2 separate regions of the Danio rerio genome follow, and region 1 is linked to region 2. The links are chromatin contacts, called in public HiCAR-type maps. All regions are on one chromosome and are shown on one strand. Each heading gives the region's core, a stretch centred on a gene start, on an enhancer-like site or on the middle of the called end of the contact. The rest is flanking DNA. Distances are from core to core; before and after follow the strand shown. Region 1 overlaps si:ch211-185a18.2. Region 2 overlaps si:ch211-185a18.2.

Region 1 (3,604 bases), core at 220-2,719, 170 kb after region 2:
ATTATTGTGCCCCTTTGGGGTGTTTTTAGAGGAACGGTTGAGGAAATGTTTTCCTAATCCAGCATCACGTAGTGACCTGGCCACTATTCTGCAAAAGGAATGGCTCATAATCCCCCTGGCCTCTGTGCAGGACTTGTATCTGTCATTACCAAGATGAACTGATGCTGTATTGTCCACAAAAGAAGACCCTACACAATACTAATGAATTATTGTGGTCCAAAACTTGGCATTGAACAAGTTCTCCCATGGCCTGCACAATCACAAGATCTAAATATTTTTGAGCAACTTTGGGGTGTTTTTGGAGGAGAGAGTCAGGAAACGTTTTCGTCCATAAGTATCACCTAGTGATCTGGCCACTATTCTCCAAAAAGAATGGATCAAAATCCCTCTGGCCACTGTGCATGACTTGTATCTGTCATTACCAAGATGAACTGAAGCTGTATTGGCCGCTTATGAATTAATGTGGTCCAAAACCAGGCATTGAACAAGTTGAACATCTCCCAAGGCCTGCAGTCACCAGATCTAAATATTATTGAGCTCTTTTGGGGTGTTTTTGAAGAAGAGAGTCAGGAAACGTTTTCTTCCATCAGCATCATCTAGTGATCTGGCCACTATTCTCCAAAAAGAATGGATCAAAATCCCTCTGGCCACTGTGCATGACTTGTATCTGTCATTACCAAGATGAACTGAAGCTGTATTGGCCGCAAAAGAAGGCCCAATACCATACTAATAAATTATTGTGGTCCAAAACCAGGCATTGAACAAGTTGAACATCTCCCATGGCCTGCAGTCACCAGATCTCAATATTATTGAGCCACTTTGGGGTGTTTTTGAAAGAACAAGTTAGGAAATGTTTTCCCACACCAGCATCAAGCAGTGACCATGGCCGCTATTCTCCAAGAAGAGAAATTCCTCTGGCCACTGTGCAGGACTTGTAACTGTCATTCCCAAGATGAATTGAAGCTATACTATTGATATATTGTGGTCCAAATCCAGGCGTTTCAGTTTCATTGTCCAACCCCTGAATATATACATTCTACTTGTCCTAGCATTTATATACTGCAACTCTCTGATGATTTGAAGTGCTTCTTTTATCTTTACTTGTAAGTCGCTTTGAATAAAAATTTCTGCTAAATGAGTAAATGTAAAGGTCTGCAAAATAAGTTGTTCGGCATGCTCTATTAGTAAGAGCATGGTATTTCTTATGTTGTACAGTGCAAACATGCAAGATTGTGTAGCTACAATTGTGAAATTATGTTCGACAGCCGAATTGGCAGTGAAGACTAGATTATAAGAAAACAAGAGAGATCGAATGCTGCGAATGAGGATTTTCACACTCCAGGAAAAACACACACGGCGAGAAACTGCAAGCCATAATTAACTCTCTGTTCTCCCACACACATCCATCAACGTGAGCCTGAGAACATGGCTCCGGCGTCTGGGAAAGCAATCCCATGTTCATGTGGGAGCCGGGGAGGGGGCTGCAGAAGCAACTCGGATTATATTCAGGTGGGAAAATTCTCCCAGGTTTCAGACAAACGGGCTTCTTTGAGCGCACGAATCGTACATAAATTACCAGGCAATTGGGAAAAAAAGAAGAGGAAAGAGCAAGGTGAAATGGAAAAACCCAGGATCGCTGTTTGTGATAAGCAAGTTTTGGCCTTGTTTAGTATACGCTAACGGTTACACAACATTGAATAGGGTCGTTTAGATCTACTGCGGTCTGTTTAATGACGCGCACTACTTGAAGACACTAAAGCAGCTGTGTTACCGGGTCAGCCTGTGCTAACATGCCTGAAGCTTTTCCAATAACAAGCCTCGACTCTCTCCGACAGGAGCAAAACAGCATGACTGAGGCGAACAGCTTGAACTGTTCGTATTTACACAGCTGTTCGGTGGGTGACACTTCTTTCAACAACTGCTTTTTGCCTTAATTGGTTTTTAGTGCAAAAGCAAGTCTTCAATTCAACCCGGAGGAGTGACAGATCGGTTGAGTGATGGCGTCTAAAGGGAAAAAGCATGTTCAGGGATGAATTACTGGTTTTGGTGTTTTGCGAACATGAGGTTCTAGGCTGAGCTGATCGTTGTTGCTTCTTAAACAGGAAACTAAAAGCAGGCGGTTTCTCGGCAGAGGCGAAGCACAATGGTTTCTAAAGCCTGTAGCCATGGACGCATGAATGACATTGGAAATTAGTGATGAGATATTTGAGACTCAACCCCAAACAATATGCTACAAAACACAAGCGTAGGAGTAAATAATTACAATCCAGTGTCTATCCACTAACAGTCAATGCATATTATAATAAAAACATTTCAATATCAATTAGTCAATAAATAAAAGGTAACACTTTACTTTAAACTATTTATTTACCTGCCTATCAGCTGTTTATTTGTACTTATAAAATACATATTTTACATGATATTGTTCTACATTGCTAATCATACCTAAACCTAACTACTATCTAAATTGCTATTAATACCCAGAACATTAAGAGTTTATTGAGCTAAAATTCATAATTATTGGATTGTTAATAGTAAAATTTGTACCTTAAAATTAAGTGTGACTAATAAAATTGCTTTAATAAAATAATTATAATAACAATTAATTAATGGTATACTTTATTTTATGATATTTAGATAAAATATCTTAAAAAGAGAAGAAAAGGCACACATTTAATTCCAGGATAATCTTCTTTTAGTAGGTCCAGTAAATCTTGATAGATAGTAAAGACTGCCGTTTCATTTTTGCTGTCATTACCTCCACCTCTGATTAATCAAAAACTTGTACTGAAATTATATAATTTCAATAGAAATCTGTTGTGGTTTTAGTTGTGGTGCAAACGCCAAAATTCAGTAGTGACGCTACTGCCATCAAGTGGTTTCAAATTGAATCACATCCACATGACAGTATTCCTAGTCTAAAACTGATTATGATCAATGAACCATGATGAGCTGTTTTAAACAGAGTGACAAGAATGAACAATGCTAGATGCACAACATTAAATGCAACAACCCATCAAATCTTGGCCAAGAATCAAAATGGAGTGCTGACCTGATGAGAGAAACCCACCTTGGTTTTTAAAGGAGGATTTCGGAGGTCTGTTGGTGCTTGTTGATGATGTCCAGTGGGTGGGTTTGGGAATGACCTTGCGTGGTGCAGGGGTCTCCAAAGGGCTTTTATGCCCCCCTGTTTGTCTCTCACGATAAACATCCATTGAGACTGTCAGGAAAAAATAACCAATAAAACAAAAGTCAGTAATATTTATTGGTTTTACGTGCAGTTCATTGATCACTGCCAATCTCTACACACATCAAAATCAACCGTGGGCCCAAAAAGTATTTGGACACTTTCAAGAATTTGAAAACCTTTTCCTCCACCAGCATCACGTAGTGACCTCACCACTATTCTGCAAGAACAATGGCTCACAATCCCTCTGGCCACTGTGCAGGACTTGTATCCGTCATTTCCGAGATAAACTGATGCTGTATTGTGTGAAAAAAGAAGGCCCTACACCATGTCAACATCTTTCATGGCCTGCACAGTCACCAGTCATATTATTGAGCCACTTCAGGGTGTTTTGAATAGTTCACTTAAAATCAGAAA
Region 2 (3,542 bases), core at 1,003-3,502:
CTTCAGCACCTGCATACATCATCATATGTCATCGTGAGCTCTTGCTTTATATGAGATCGAGGATCGCGACTGCTGTAGTTATTCCAGTTGCGTTATTTTTTGGTATTTATCTGCAGGAAATCACTAAAGGCAACGATTTCAGGTTACCATAACAATCTAATGTGGCAATAAGATCGTAACTGTACAAGTGGCCATATTCATCAATGTAAACACAAGAAAAACAACATTAAAATGAACAGTTTTAGCAGACACTGTAAAAAGCTCATTACCAGTTACTAGACTTTTCTGACAGGGTATTCGAGTGTCAGAATGTTGTGGGACTGCTCTACAGGAGTTAATATTAAGCATTATAGAAAGTAAAATTTAGCGGGGTTTTTTAAGCATGACGGTAAAACACGAGAGCAGTTATGAAGATATTAAAAACATTTGTTTGTCATAAAAAATTTGGGTCCCACTTTACATTAAGTGTCCTTAACTACTATGTACTTGCATCAAAAAATAAATACAATATACTTACTGTGTTTATAATGTATTTGAGAACATTTGTGGTGCTTTTTTTGGGATAGAGGTTGGGTTATGGACAGGTTTGGTGGCATGGGTAGGTTTAAGGGTGGGTTAAGGTGTAAGGGATGGTCAACAGTGTATTTACAAATGTAATTAAAAAAAGTTCATTACAGATGTATTTACATACATGTATTTAATCAAGCATAAGTACACAGTAAATACGTGTATTTACACAATAAGTACATTGTAACAAACTATTAACTCCTGTGTAAGTACATATTTGTTAAGTCCACTTAATATAAAGTGGGACCAAAATTTGTAATAATGACAAAAAACAAAAATGTGTGCATCTCCTGACTTCCGGGTGTAGCTATCCAGCTGTTGTGCCTGGTGTAATCTGGGAAATTTTCTTACCCCTTGGTTTCGAGTGTGGTCCTGAAAAAAACTCTCTTTCGAAGGGTATTTAACCCCTCCCCTTAGCCCTATGCCTTCAAAATAAGTGAACGAGCAAAACGAAGGGTAGGGGTAAAGGAAGGACTGAGGGGTAGAATTGGGATTGGGCCAAAGTTCTCCATTTCTCATAGAGCTCTCCCGACAAAAATGCTTGCTGCAAACCAACAGCTTTGCTGTTTCGGCCCTGACAGCATCGCGGGGAAAAACATGCAACAAACCCATGAATCAAGAAAACAATCACATATGACCCTTTATGAACAGCTAAATACTCCTTGCCATGCGCAAACGCGCTCTCACCCAGTCTAACAACTCGGCAGGTCTGCCTTGCCTTCGGAAAGCAAGTGCTCTCATGAATACTTAGGATGCAGGGTCTTCTCATAGGATAAGAAAATTCAGCTATGAATAATGATGAGAAACCGACGCATCATAACTTTAAAAGCAGATGTGGCTCCGTCACCGATTTTGATCCCGCCCTAAAAAATTATTTTAAACCTGGACGATGAAACTAGCTGACAAAAGCTCAAAATTATCCAATTTCCCCACAATTAAAGCTGACAGGTGCTAACGCTGTCCTAATTGATGCTCAGCACACAAATTTGTTAAAATTTCAAAAAAAGTTCTCCAGGGTGTCTTGGATTGTCTAAAGAACAAACTATCATTATACAATGATTTGCCTATTTACCCTAACTTAACCTAGTTAAGCCTTTAAATATCACTATAAGCTGTATAGAAGTGTCTTGAAATATATCTAGTCAAATATTATTTACTGTAATCATAGCAAAGATAAAAGAAGTTTTATCTTTATTATAAAACTATCATGTTTGTAAAAGTGTTAAAAAAATCTTCTTTCTGTTTAACAGAAATTGGGGAGGAAATTGGAAATTCAGAAGGTCTAATAATTCAGACTTCCACTCTAAATCTGCCAACAGAAGAGACTTACTGACAACACGCTACAACAAAAAATACCCCTGACAGCTTACTGGATCGGATATTTAACTTTCAACGCAAATGACAGCAAATAAAAGTGCACACCGTGTGCCGTGGGGTAATGGCAAACATATGTTAGTCTGAGTGCAATTTTCAGTGGTCATTACGGTCTTAGCAGAAGGGAAGGAAAGCAGGACGTTTGTCTTGTATAATTCCATGGCTGGATCCGCGAGCCAGCTTTCAACATTTCGGTCATTGGTTTGGATAATGCTCAGATTCCTTTGGCTCGGACTCAGGGAGGTCTGTGTAAGGAGCGATTAGCTCATTTCCAGTGGCCGGCCGCCAGAGGAAAAAAAAAAATAGAGAGGGAGAAATGCATTCTGCCAGGCGGGCGCTGGGCCCGTTTGAAGTTTATGGCTCCATCAGAACTGGCCGAGCCAAAGCTGAGGCACTGGAGACCTCAGAGGAATGACATTTTAGGAGCTGGCAGGGGTCCGTGTCCGCGGTCCAAGAGAGGAGAGAGAGAACTTGCTCACCGGGGTCTGGACTTAAGTAGCTGTGGCCTTTATTTGGTTGTTGGGAAAACTACAAGTGGGCCGAATACATGCCAGTCCCTGAAAACACACTTAATTATGTGCAACACACTCAAATTTTTATGGCTCTGAGTGTTTGGAAAATGTTTATATTTCTGAGCTCATAACTCCGATCCTAATTGCCATTCGAACAATTAGAGAGTCAAAGTAAAAAAGGACTTTTTATAGTTGTACGACTGCCAACAGACAGAAGACACTCGATTTGTAGACATGTGCTGAAGTAACAGTCCTCTGAAAGGTTGCTAGGGTCTTCTGGAAAGTTTCCAGCTTTCTATGATTTTCTAGTCTTTGGATTTGGCTCAGTCCAAGTCTTTGACATTTTTTTTCATCTGTTTATCCTCCACTAGAGTGAAAAATTACTTAGAATAGTAGCAACTTTAGCAAATCAAAGGATAGCACATGTTGTTCTAGATAAGCTTCGATGATAATAAAACGGCTTCAAATCATTAACTTTACAATGATAAAATGCAGCCTGACTGTCGTGAACTTGCTGAAGCTATGGATTAAAGTAAATCATTCTGTACATAATGTTTTGTAAATGTCCGGTAGCTGTGGATTTGCATTTTATGCATCACCAAGGACCACCGATTTAGCTGAAAACACTTTTTATTGTTCTACTGGTAAAAAAAAGTCACATATCGGCAAATTGACATTTTTGGGTGTATCCGAAAATCGGAAACATTTTATTTTATGCAGCTGATTTGATTTGATTTGATTTCAGGGTTTCTTCAAGTCAAATTTAAGACTTTTTAAGACAACTTCAAGACCATTATTAATGAAATTTTAGACTTAGACAGAGCTAAACACTAAGGATTTTTTTCTAATGGTCCAGTTTAGTAAATAGTTTTTAATGGAAGATTACTGTATGTTAAGGGATGTGTTGCTTTAGTATTATTTCCCTGATTAAGAAATTTATTTTAGAGAATTTGCTGTAGAAATGTCTACATTGTAAAAAAAAAAAAAAAAAATCCTGGTGGCCTTAAATTTTAAGCTGAATAAAATTAACCTTATGAGTCCATTGAACTTATATTATGTTAAACTGACTTATAAGAGCTCGCGTAACTT

The links. HiCAR-type assays count read pairs that join an accessible place to other places.
Region 1: a HiCAR-type map of caudal fin shows a contact between it and region 2, with 7 times the contacts expected there. The contact joins two enhancer-like sites. A contact is called at or near these places in 3 of 18 Hi-C or Micro-C datasets (embryo and skeletal muscle) and 1 of 4 datasets of contacts at active chromatin or transcription factors (caudal fin).

What each region holds. Positions count from the first base shown.
Region 1 is chr17:12,547,557-12,551,160 of GRCz12tu, forward strand. It overlaps si:ch211-185a18.2, which reads right to left. Exons shown (of 32, transcript NM_001258228.1): 8 at 3,071-3,220. Among named protein-coding and RNA genes, the nearest start is that of si:ch211-185a18.2, 16 kb to the right of the region's middle. Within about 2 kb of position 1,470, at least 29 of the 62 cell types and tissues checked have an H3K27ac peak or open chromatin away from gene starts, as enhancers often do. A contact at or near this core is called in caudal fin and skeletal muscle, where this site is marked.
Region 2 is chr17:12,379,824-12,383,365 of GRCz12tu, forward strand. The region is part of intron 19 of si:ch211-185a18.2; the gene reads right to left. Among named protein-coding and RNA genes, the nearest start is that of irf2bpl, 150 kb to the right of the region's middle. Within about 2 kb of position 2,253, at least 13 of the 62 cell types and tissues checked have an H3K27ac peak or open chromatin away from gene starts, as enhancers often do. A contact at or near this core is called in caudal fin and skeletal muscle, where this site is marked.